Linked DNA regions of Macaca fascicularis: region 1 is linked to region 2. The links are chromatin contacts, called in public Hi-C maps. All regions are on one chromosome and are shown on one strand. Each heading gives the region's core, a stretch centred on a gene start, on an enhancer-like site or on the middle of the called end of the contact. The rest is flanking DNA. Distances are from core to core; before and after follow the strand shown. Region 1 holds the start of MAN1C1 (mannosidase alpha class 1C member 1). Region 2 holds the start of SELENON (selenoprotein N).

Region 1 (6,112 bases), core at 355-2,854, 190 kb after region 2:
GGGTGGGAGCACCGGGACCAGGAGTGACTGAGGCAAGGGAAAGAGGATCTTCTCCTTAGTGGGGGCAATTGGTGGGAAGAATTGTGGGGGCTGAGTTCATACCTCCTTGACTTTCTCCCGCTGGGCTCGCACTCGGCTCTGGGGCTCCTGACTCTCATCCGCCCTCATTCCCAGGACCGGGTGGCGGAGGCGGCTCCGGAATGCGTTGAAGTCAAAGTGGAAAGAGACGCCCTCGTCCCCGGGCCTGGAGGCCGGGATGCTATTGCCCCGGGCCGCCGTGGCCTCCTCGCGGGGCCCGGTGGGGCGGGTGCGCCGCAGCCCCCCTTTCCTGCGGCGGGGACTGGCCCGGCTGCTGGGGTCATCCTCGCCCGGGGCCGGCGCGGCAGGGGCCGGGTTGGGAGGCGGCTCCTGCTCGCGGGCTGGGGCATGGCCGGCGATTTCGGCCACCACCTCCAGGCCAGGCTGCTGGGTCCGGGGGGCCAGGAAGAGGCGCTTGAGGCGAGAGGAGTGGGGCAGCAGGAAGAGGGCCCCGAAGCACAGGGTGACGAGGCCCGAGAGGAAGAGGAGGAAGAGGAACTTCTGCGGCAGCCGCAGCCCCCACGGGGAGGCCGGGACGAAGCCGGGCACTTTCCTCATGAGCATCTTGGCCGGGCCGGGGGCTCCAGAGGCCCTCGGAGTCCAGGCACGTGTCTGCGGGGCCGCGGTGAGGAGAGGGCGTCCGGAGCGCCGCCCGGGATGGGGATCCCTGGGCAGGGCTGCCAACCCTGAGAGTTTCGCCGCTTCGGGGGACTGTCCCCGAAGTTCAGGGAGTTTGGAGTGAGTCCTCCCGCGAGGAGGCGGGGGCGCAGCGGCCTCGGCGGGGCCCGGGCGAGCGGAGCGGCACGGCTCGGGGCCCGGGCCCGCAGCGACCGGCCGCGCGCCGCAGCCTCCCCTCCGGCCGAGCCCTCCCCGCCGCGCCGGGGCCCGCGCCTTCCCGCGCTGCGGCCTCCGGGGCCGTCACATGCCGTCCGCGGCGTCCCGGCTGTCCGCGCCGAGGGGCGCCCGCAGGCCCGCACCGAGCCGCCCTCCGCCCCCCGGGCTCCCGCCTGCGCTGGTCGGCGCCCAAAGTTTCAGCTTCAGAAGCAGTTTCCGGAGGGGACCGAGGTGATGGGGGGCTGGCGTGTCAGCGCCGCCCCGAGCGCGCGCACACCCAGCCCGGTCGCGACAGCGCCCGGTTCGACTATCGGGACACGTCCACAACTTTCTCCGCCGCCGAGCGGGCGCCGGGAGCGGCCAGGGAGCAGGAGAAGGCACTTCCGAGCCTGCGGGGGTAGGGGGCTTCCCCGGACCCCCGAGAGCGCAGGGATGCCCGAGTCCGGAGCCGCGGCTGAGCGGCTGCAGCTGCGCCCGGGAGCGCGGGCTCCCGCCCCTCCAACTCGGTAGGGCGCGGGGCTCCCGCTGGGATCACCTGTTCCCGGCCCCGCCGGCTCCGCGGAGCGCGCAGCCCCGGCCGCGCCTCCCCCGCTGCAGCTGTCGTCCTCGCAGCGACCGCTCCAGACGGGCCGCCGCCGCCGAGCCTGCGCCCCACACGCGCGCACAGCCGCCGGGCAGCCTCCGCCGCCGTCCCCGCCGCCGCCGCCGCCGCTCCGGCTTTCACTGCGACAGCGCTCGCCGCCCCGCCTCCTGCCGCTCGCCAGCCACGCCCGCCGGCCACGCCCACGCGCGCGCCCCGCGCCCCCTCCCGCCGCCGCCGCGCCGCAGAGGGGCTGAGGGCTGCGCGTCCGGGGGCGGGGCAGAGGCAGAGCGCGGGCGGGAGCGCAGCCCGGCTCCAAGCCCCGCCCTCCCCGAAAGGCCGGCGTCGCGCGCACCCCCGATCCCGCCGGCGCCAATGGTCCAGCGGCGGGGGGCTGGCGAGGGCGGGGGCGGAGAGCTCAGCGAGGGCATTGGCTGCATCCGAGGGATCCCCGTTGGGCCACAGTCGCCTATTGGTTACTGCCCAGTCTTCGCTGGACCCCGAGCGACCGAGACCACCCCTCAACCCGCCCGCGAGGCTCGGGTTGGTGGCCCCCGGAAGCGGGCCGGAGACAGTGCTGCTCTGGAGGGCTGTGCCCGTCGCTGGGTGACCTCTCTCGCCCCCCAGTGTCAGTCCGGGGTTGTCAGGGAGCTGGCAGCCCGCGCCCTGGCGGCTGCCCCGGGCTTCTCAGCGCTAACGCCGAGCCGCGGCGATGCTGTTCGTGGCTGGAGCCAAGCCAGAGAGCTGTGACCGCGGCGGGGTCGGCGGAGGCGGTGTTTCCACTAACCCCCCGCAGACCACTGCGTGCCTTCCTTTTCCTACAACCCTAAACGGGGCCAGGGCCCCTGGGTGGAGCAGGGAGGGAGCCTGACCGCAGCCTTGAGAAGCAGCGAAAGGAAGAGCGCCCCGAGCGTGTCTACAGTAGACCACACACATCATGTGACGGACGTGTACCTTGATGCCTACGTGTGTTTATATGCACATGTGTGCGTCTGGGCATAGATCCATATGCACACAGAGACTGGCATGTGGGTGTGTACATGCACTCAAACATACACTTAATTTGGGTATGGACACCCAAGTGATTATACCACAGTATGCATAGACATATATGCAAATTAGCACAAACATGGACATGTGCACCCGCATACCCACATTCAGGCAACAGATACCTCCAAAAACAGCCGGGCATCAACTCCCAGACACGCGTGTCCTCAACCGCAAGGCCGTCACACCTTCCTCCTTGGACTTAGTCTCTGCATCTTCCCTTCCTGTTAAACCTAACCCAGGGTGAAGCAACATTGTGCTGTGTGGGTCTTTCATGCAAAACACTTTATAGAGACAACAGCAGAGGGAGAGACAAATTAAGAGGTTTGTAATAGGCAAGAGGGAAAATATCTACTTTCAACTGCCATTTAAAATGAAATGCAGCGTTGACGAGACAGAAAATACTGCAGGGAAGCCTTTCCCAACAGAAGAAGGGGGCCAGGCAGGCTCTCTCCTCGTAAATCTTGCTTCTTCCCTGAGGTCTGATGCGGATGGGCGGCTGGGACTCAGTCATCCTTCTACCTCTGGCCAGACAACTGACAGCAGACCCACCCTCGATGTTTAAATATCCCTGGCATGCAACTTTCTCTCAACTGAAAATGAAAGTGGGGTAACAGGTGCAAACATTTTGGTCACTGGAGATGACTAATCCTTCCCAATCCCACAAATACACGCAGCTTAAATATAAAATTCTAATTCAGATATTTCAATCTCTGGTGAGTTTGGTTGGCAGGTTGATGTGGAACCAGCTGTGCATGTCAGAGATAAGCATGTGACCCTTTTGGGTGCAGGAGCCCAGAGACCTGGCCTGGCCTCACCCATGTCGCCAACACCCAAGCATCGTCTCACTGGGTCTCAGTGCAGGAAAGGGCAGCCATGTGTTTGGAGAACCAGGCAGGGAGCCAGCATTCATTAGAGTCGTCATCTGCATTGTTCCTCATTGAGAGTGTAGGGGAATCACTGTTCAGTCCCCTGTGAAGGTAGGATCCAGGAAGGGAGAAGAGCAGAGCTGAATCTCAGAAGGAAATGTCTGTTTGAACTAGATGCTCACTGTGATATGACACTGACCAAACTCTGCTATGCTCCGTGAGCCAGGGTAGAAAGTGGGACTGCAGCAAGACTGACGTGCCTTTCAAACTCAGGCTACGAAAACTAGAGGCCCCAGCAGGTAACTCCATTTCAAAGTGATGTGATGTTGGTGATCACACCAAGTTGTTGATACCATCACTTGCTAGGGAGATACCAGTCTCTCTCTAAAAAGCTTTCTGAAACCCTGGGTGTCCCCTTGCCCCACACCTCTAGCCCCCAGAGACCTCATACATCCCGTGGCTCTTCTCCCACTGACTTGTGACTATTGGCGTGCTTTCCCAAAGCAGGTGCTCCGTTCTTCACCATGGCTTGCTTACTTCTCTAACTCTCTAACTTATCTAACTGCCCAGGTCTTAATCACAATGCCTTCCACATGGGCACTGCGTTTGCTCAGTAAATGAATGAAGAAATGAGTGAGTAGATGCCCATTTCACAGATGTGGAAACTGAGGCTCAGGGAATGGAACAACAGTGAACTAACATTTTCTATGTGCCAAATACATATTGTCTCATTTACTTTCCAGAATAATCTTTGTGGTAGATAATTATTAACAGCCCCATTTTACAGATAAGAATACCAAGGAGACTTGGGATGAGTTATAAGTATCTATATTAGAGTTCTCCAGAACAACAGAACCAATAGGCTATATATAGATATATAAAAAGAGATTTATTATGAGAGATTGACTTCTGTGATTATGGAAGGCTGAGAAGTTCCACAGTCTGCCGTCTGCAATCTGGAGGTCTAAAAAACTGGTGGTGTAGTTCCAGTCCAAGCTAGGAGGCCTGATAGTGTAAATACCAGTCTGAGTCTGAAGACCCGAGAACCAGGAGAGCTGACGTCCAAGAACAGGAGAAGATGGATGTTCCAGCTCAAGCACAGAGCATGAATTTGCCATTCCTCTTCCTTTTTGTTCTGTTTGGGCCATCGGTGGATTGGATACTGACCATCCACATTGGTAAGGGCAGATCTTCTTTACTCAATTTACTGATTAAATTACTAATCTCTTCCAGAAATTCCCTTACAGACACACCCAGAAGTGATGTTTTATCAGCTATGTAAGCATCCCTTAGCCCAGTCAAATTGACACACAAAATTAACCTTCACAGTATCTTTCTCAGTTTAATTCAGAAATTCAAACGGAACTGAGAACAGAAACAGCCATTTCTAAAAATCTATTTATTCTGTCAACAAATCTTTATTCAAATTAGATGCAAGATATTGCACTAGTTTTGGACACAAAGGTGAGCAAAGCATGGTCCCTTGTTACTATCGATTAATTCATTCAGTAAAAAACTACTTATTGAACACCTGCTATGTGCCAGGTACAGAGAGGCAGGGGATACAGCCCTGTCACAGACGTGAAGCCTGCCTTCATGGAACTTCTTGTCTAAAAGGCAACAAACACAGACCAATCTGGCCCATCAGGAAGGGAACCCCCAGGCACCAGTGTTAGTGCTTCACTCACATCCTGTCTTACCCTCACAACAGCCCTCTCTGAGGTAGGTCTCAAGAACCCAGTTTAGCAGATGGGGAAATTGAGACTCAGGGTGTGACGTGACTTGTCCAAAGCCACATAGGGCAAATATGAGGGGAAATCAGGCCCATCTAATCACAGAATCTATGTGCTTTTTGTTAATGATATTAGCAACTACTAAGATTGATGGAGCACTTACTATGTGATTGAGCCCTTTTAAAAACATGTTAAAGACTAAACTGGCCAGGCACAGTAGCTCATGCCTATAATCTCAGCACTTTGGGAGGCCAAGGTGGGCAGATCACCTGAGGTCAGGAGTTCAAGACCAGCCTGGCCCACATGGGGAAATCCTGTGTCTACTAAAAATACAGAAATTAGCTGGGCGTGGTGGCATGTGCCTGTAATCCCAGCTACTCAGGAGGCTGAGGCACAAGAATCACTTGAACCTGGGAGTTGGAGGCTATAGTAAGCCAAGATCATGCCACTGCTCTCTAGCCTTGGTGATACAGTGAGGCTCTGTCTCAAAAAAAAAAAATAATAATAATAACAAGACTAACTTATTTGATCCTTACAGCACCCCATGTGAGGGGTACCATTAAGCACAGAGATGTTAAGGAACTTACCCAAAGTCACACAGCTGGGAAGTGGCAGAAGAGAGATTTGAGCCCAGACAATCAGGATCCAGAGCCCTCTATGCCTGTCAGAGTCTACTGTCTCCCTCTTGTAATGCTGTGAGAGTAGGTTCTATAGGTAGTGAGAGCAAAGAAAGAGCACTGGCCTCAGGCAAGATCATCACAGGTTCGTTGGGAGGATTATGTAAGTTCATTCAGTTGTTCAACAAGCAGGTACAAGACACCTGATGTATATACCCAACCCAAGGCAATACACTAAGCTTTAGGGATATAGTAGTGAGAAAAAGCAGACACATTTCTCCCATCATGGAGCCTACAGTCTCATGGGGAAGATGAGTTTAAACAAATAACTTACAAAGGAGTATGAGCCGAGAT
Region 2 (6,242 bases), core at 2,115-4,614:
TACCAAATAGAACTAGTTGGCTCCATTTCCTGCTTGGATTTGATTTCCCCCCTTTGATTTCTCAAAACTTGGTCCGTTTTTGCATTCACAGCCTAGAGGTAATGGGGGGAATTCTTTCACCCTGCTGGAGAAAAAGATTTCTGTGCAAAAAATTAAAAGTGCGCCTCAAGCCCAGCAAGCTTTGCTAACATGTCATTATGAGAGAACTCTCACTCTGGCCACATAAAAGGACAAAGAGGTGGCTGTGCAAATGCTCAGAAGTGTATGCAAAATAAGAGGTACAGGCAAGGCCACAAGGAGACGACCTGCTTATCTGCCCATCTGCTTTCATGACAGAACTGCCTGCCACCGAGACATCGATACACATCCACTCCAGCTCATTCGCATTTTCCATCCAACCTTTCTCCTCTAGCAGCGATCACAGGTCACCGGGCCAGCACGGAGCCAACCTACCCAATACACCCCTGAAAAACAGCAGGCCCGTGACAGTGCTTTGGAGCTTATGCACCCGAAACAGCTAGCATGTCTCTTTTGCCTTTCCCATCGATGACTGATTTACACCAGGCAATCTGGGTAACAAGTAGGTGCCGAAGATCCTAAGTTCAAGAAATGTCACAAGAAGTTGGAAGAAAATGGACACAGAGGTTGAGGTGATGGTGGGGGCAGCGAGAAAAGCATTTTATAATTCATTAGAATGTTTCAGCCCCTCATCTTTTTTTTTTTTTTGAGACGTAGTCTCGCTCTGTCACCCAGGCTGGAGTGCAGTGGCGCGATCTTGGCTCACTGCAAGCTCCGCCTCCTGGGTTCATGCCATTCTCCTGCCTCAGCCTTCAGCCCCTCATCTTTAACCAAATAAATAAATAAATAATCACTGACTGCACTAGGCAAAAATGATAGCAAGAATGGAATAGGAGACCGGACACAGTGGCTCATGCCTATAATCCCAGCACTTTGGGAGGCTGAGACAGGCAGATCACTTGAGGTCAGGAGTTCGAGACTAGCCTGGCTAACATGGCAAAACCCCATCTCTACTGAAAATACAAAATTAGCCCGGTGTGGTGGTAGGCGCCTGTAATCCCAGCTCCTGGGGCGGCTGAGGCAGGAGAATTGCTTGAACCAGGGAGGCAGAGGTTGCAGTGAGCTGAGATCGCGCCACTGCACTCCAGCCTGGGAGACACAGCAAGACTCCAGCTCAACAACAACAACAAAAAGAATGGAATAGGAATCTGAAAACACCTAAGCAGAGTTTCAGATTTAGTAATAATAGTTACAGCTCCTGGCTGGGCGCGGTGGTTCACACCTGTAATTCCAGCACTTTAGGAGGCCAAGGTAGAAGGATCGTTTGAGCCCAGGAGTTTGAGACCAGCCTAGGCAACGTAGTGAGACTATATCTCTACAAAAATAGAAAAATCAGCTGAGCATGACAGCACATGCCTGTGTCCGTTACTCAGGAGACTGAGGCAGGAGGATCAACTGAGCCAGGGAAGTTGAGGCTGCACTGAGCCGTGATTGCACCACTGCACTCCAGTCTGGGTGATAGAACAAGACCCTGTCTTAAAAAAAAAAAAAAAAAAAGTTGTAGCTGTCGTCTATTGGAAATCTGCATATTCATCACTGTGCATTTCTTTTCTCTACTCCTGAAACCTGTGAGCTGGTACAGGACCCTGGAGCCAGATGGCCCCAGTTCTAGCCCTGGCTCCCCACCTTTCTAGCTTGGGAAACTGGGGAGCCTGCCTGTGTCTTAGTCTCTCAAACTATTAAACATGGGGATCATGACAGTGTCCATCTCCCAGGGCTACGGTGAGGTGTAAAGAGAGAACCCACATGAACCACTTAAATGCCTGGCACGGAGGAGGTGGCCAAGGAATGTTTTTTTTGTTTTTTTGGTTTTGCTTTGTTTGTTTTGAGACAGGGTCTCACTCTGTCACCCAAGCTGGAGTGTAGTGGTGTGATGTCAACTCACTGCAACCTCTGCCTCATGGCCTCAAGTGATCCTCCCACCTCAGCCTCCCAAGTAGCTGGGACTACAGGCATGCGCCACCACACCCGGCTAATTTCTGTATTTTTGTAGGGATGGGGTTTTGCCATGTTGGCCAGGCTGGTCTTGAACTCCTGGGCTCAAGCAATCCTTCTGTCTCCCAAAGTGTTGGGATTATAGGTGTAAGCCACCTCGCAGACCAAAGAATGTTAACTGGTATTATTGTTCACAAGTCTGAGAAAAACAGGCTCAGGGGTTGAGGGGCAGCTAGTCCAAGCCTCCACCTACAAAGTGTCAGAGCTGTGAGGAGTCCAGGGCCTCTGAGACCCCAGGGGCTTCCCTCCACTCCAGACAGCCCCTCCTGCTCAGTGAAGACACCGTGGCCAAGGCGCCCTCCTCCCCAGCCGCCAGCCTCTCCTGGTACCTGTTAGCTTCTCAGCAATGGGTTTGAACTCCTCAGGGCTGATGTACATATCCCCGTCAGTGTCCAAGGAGGAAAAGAGAAAAAGGCCATCTGTCCCCAGGGTCTTCAGCGCTGATTCCTGCTTGGGAGGAGAGACTGGGTTGGGCACCAGTTGGTGGCCTCGTCTCCTGGTCCCCAACAAGCAGTTGCTTCCGGATGGTGGGAGCCCCTCCTCCCACCATCTTCCTGAGTCCTCCCAGGGCCTCCCGGTCCATCTGTGCAAATGTCGCCTCTGAACTGCCCCCAGAGCCTCCAGTCCCTCCTGGTCCCTGCTTATCCACTGTTTGGTCCGACTGCCCCTCCCAATTTGTCCCCAGCCCGCCTTAGGCCTGGTCCTGGCTGCTTGGCCCTGTTCCTCCTGCACCTTCTGTCCTCTCCTGTGTCCCCTCCTCACTGTCCCAGGGCTCCCCAGTGCCCCTTGCAGACTCTGTGGGTCCCAGCTTCACTGTGTCCAGGTCACCCCTCTGGACAGACCCCTCCAGTCTGTCCCAGCTCTACAGTGATCTCCGTTCGCCTCCTCCCCATCAGTCCGGCCCCAGGCTCCCCCACCCGCCTCCCGTGTCCCCTCCTTCTCGTGCTCCCCCCATCCGGTCCCCCTCCGCCCCCCGCCTCCCCCGACTCGTCCCTGCCCATGTTCCCCCTGCTGCCGAGGCTCGGCCCTTCAGTCCCCGCTCCCGCGCCCCCGCCCCGGCCTGCTCGGGCCCGGACCTGCCGCGCGGCCGCCTGGGCCTCGGCGTGGCGGGCGCAGACTCGGACGGCGGCGGCGGCGGCGGCGGCCAGCAGGGCTCCGAGCAGCGCCAGGGAGCGGGCGCGGCGGCGCGGTGGCGCGGGAGGCTGCGCGGCGGGGCCGGGGCTCGGCGACCCGGGTTGGCCCGGCCGGGCCCGGCCCATGGCTGCGGCTGGCGGCAGCTGCGGGCGGCCCCCGACGCGAAGGAGCGGGGCGGGGCCGGGGGCGGGGCGGCCGGGGCGGGGCGGGGCGGTGGCAGGGACCGTGCGGGGGTCGCTGGGTCCCGGCTTCGCGGCACGGTCCGCACCCAGGGCGGGGTTGGCTACACCGGAGCGCCCAGAGGGGCTGAGCGCGTCTATGCGGTAGGGTCTGTAGTCGCGACCACCCCAGCCTCCCCAGGCCGCTTCCTGCCTCTCCGCGCCCCTTCCTATGCTTCCGTTCCCAAAGCTAAGCCAGGCCTCTGCGGCCCACTTGCCTGGCCCAACCCGGAGAGCGATTGCAGGCAGGGGACTGGGACAAAGAAGGGACTGGGGCCAGAGGCTGGGGAGAAGTCACACACCCTGTGCTCTCCTGGAGAAGGGGCGTCGAGGGCCACTGAGGCCTCGTGTCCACCTCTGCTGGCAGCCGTGTACGAGGCCAGAGACTGCTGAGGGGCATCCGTCCATCCTTACCTACAAGTTTTCTAAAAGTTCCTCTGTCATCTACAGCAAGACAAATTAAAAAGCAAGCCCAGCCCGTGTTCCCCTCATGTGCAGTTGGGGGGCCACCTCCGCAGATGCATGGGTTATGGGGATTGGCCTTGTTCCAGGCATAGCAGGTGCTGCTCTGAACTTGCACTTCTCTGGGCCCAAATTTCCTCATCTCCAGCAAGGAGGTAAAAGAGCTCCCCGACCCCCACCCTCCGAGCTCTGGCCTGGTGAGGGGAAGGCGAGGCTGTAGCCCCTCAGCAGCTGGAGCTACCAGAGGCCCTGGCTTTTCTGGAGAACAGCACGTGGCATGCTTGGAGGAGAGCCTTGGAAATAGAGGTGGGTGGAGTTGAGGACATATTTTAATGCCTGTCAATCCCCAGGAGCCTTGGTTCCTTGGGGCTCTCTTCCATTCTTTCAAAGCCCCCAGTTGCCCCGGGTGGCTCTACCTGCATTTTCTCAGACAAGGGTGGCAGCTACAGAAGCCTCTAGGCAAGAACTCTAAGCCCAGAGGTGAGCAGTGCCTGCCCTTGCGGAGCCCCACCAGCCCTCCAGCGCAGGGGCACTTGTTAGGCCTGAGGGATCCAAAGGATGCTGAGCTCCGCCCATGTGCTGGACTTGGGGCGGGGTGATTTACACTCTCACTCTGTTCTCAAGCCACCTTGTGAGGCAGAGGCTGCTTGCCTGGTTTTCAAATGAAGAAGCCTGAGCTCTGGCACCCAGGTCTACCTGGGTCCAAATCTGCCATCCTGCCTCCCGGGCTTCCCAGGGGATGGCCCAGTCAACTGAGTTGGGGGTGGGGTCCTGCCTCCACTGCCCATTCTGTTCTTTGGTAGCCAGCCATGGCAGCGCCAGGTGAGGCCTTCCCAGTGCCCATGCAGGGCGTGGCACATGGTGGGCACTCCTCAGTGTCTGTCAGATGAATGACTCCCAGGGACCTTCCAGAGTTGTGGGCCCGACCCAACCCTTGCCCTGTGCTCTGGCCCCAGTATCCTTAGAGGGGCCCACTAAGGGCCTGACATCTGGCGTTGGCTTCTGAAGGCTTCCAACTGTGCCACTTTCAACTCATTATTGCTACTGTTTGGGGACACCCTGCATATGACAGATGCTACTAGAAAACCAAATTCCATTCTATGGGAAGCAAAACTAGCCGAGCACAAAGCAGGTTAGGAGGGGAAGATTGATGAGCTAAAGCTTCTGGAAAATCAACAAAGGAAGTTTTCTTTCCCAGATAACTTTTATTTATTATGCTTGCTTTTTCTTAAAGATACAGATACCCTACTGGTCTCTGCTGCCCAGCGCTGAAGAAATGGGCTGCTGGGGCTTGTGGGACTTGGGGGATGATTCTAGAAGCTCAGGAAGGCATATAGTGGGGTTGGGTTTATGACACTGAGGTCAGATCAGTGTGCCTCTGGGAAAAGGATCAATGTTGGGCCCAGCTCTGGGAGATGTCAGCTCTGGGAGATGTCAGCTCTGGGAGATGTCAGCTCTGGGAGATGTCAGCTCTGGGACTGGCAGTGGAGCAGCGCTGATTTCCCACTGGAGGGTGCCCTTCCCAGAAGGGCTTGTCCCAAACCAAGATCCCGGGCAGGGCAAGGCCTTGAGAGATAGGGCCTAGTGGGCGGTTCTGGCCGGGGCAGCCCTGCAGGATCTCTTTGGCACCTCGCTGTTGCCTCCCAGTGGGCAAGGGTGGCACGTGCAAACTGGCAGCCAATGGGAACCACAGCGAGGTGAGTGACGCACCGGCCACATCCACGAGGGTCTCGGAGGTTAGTGGGCACTCGTTCATTCATCCTTCCAACACGTGTATTGAAGGACTACTATGCCATGTCCTGGGGATTTGGCGTCCATCGGAAACAAAACAGTCTGCTCTTCCAGATGAGTCGATGGATACTGCAACCCTCCTCTCGAGGGGGGCTCTGAAAGGGGTGTGCACAGAGGAGGGTCCCCGGGACTATCAGGAGAGCCCAGAAGAGGCTTCCCAGAGCAGAGGTCTGGCCAGACCTTGACTTCAGGAGATCACCAGGCATAGCACCCAGGAAGATCATTCCAGAGGGTGAGAACAGCAGAGGCGAAGGCCCAGGGGTGTGAAACCCGATGGAGTATCCATAGCGTCTCGAGAACATAGTCCAGTGGATTTGAGCAGAGGGACCCGGAGGGGAATGTGAAGAGGAAGGAGGAGGCAGGAAGATTGGGCTGGAGCTCTGGTCCGCTTGTGGAAAAGCCTGGACTTTACCACTGAGACAGTGTGGAGGCATCAGAAGAGAGGGACATTCGGCCACTGCAGCACCCTTCAGACTCCCTACTGCGTCCCAGCTTCCGCCTGGGGGCAGAGGACCACAGATTTCCACACCCACCTCCTGCGCACAGGGTGTCGGTGTAAGCACT

What was found. Hi-C and Micro-C count contacts between places; a contact is called where the count stands out from the background.
Region 1: a Hi-C map of liver shows a contact between it and region 2, with 3 times the contacts expected there. The contact joins the promoter of MAN1C1 here to the promoter of SELENON in region 2. A contact is called at or near these places in 2 of 2 Hi-C or Micro-C datasets (liver and skeletal muscle).

What each region holds. Positions count from the first base shown.
Region 1 is chr1:209,543,595-209,549,706 of T2T-MFA8v1.1, forward strand. It overlaps MAN1C1 (mannosidase alpha class 1C member 1), which reads right to left and starts at 1,605. Exons shown (of 13, transcript XM_065527407.2): 1 at 103-1,605. The coding sequence starts at 642.
Region 2 is chr1:209,347,898-209,354,139 of T2T-MFA8v1.1, forward strand. SELENON (selenoprotein N) reads right to left here and starts at 3,365. Exons shown (of 11, transcript XM_074016310.1): 1 at 3,150-3,365; 2 at 2,403-2,520. The coding sequence starts at 3,332. MAN1C1 (mannosidase alpha class 1C member 1) reads right to left here. Exons shown (of 13, transcript XM_065527407.2): 13 at 5,666-5,773.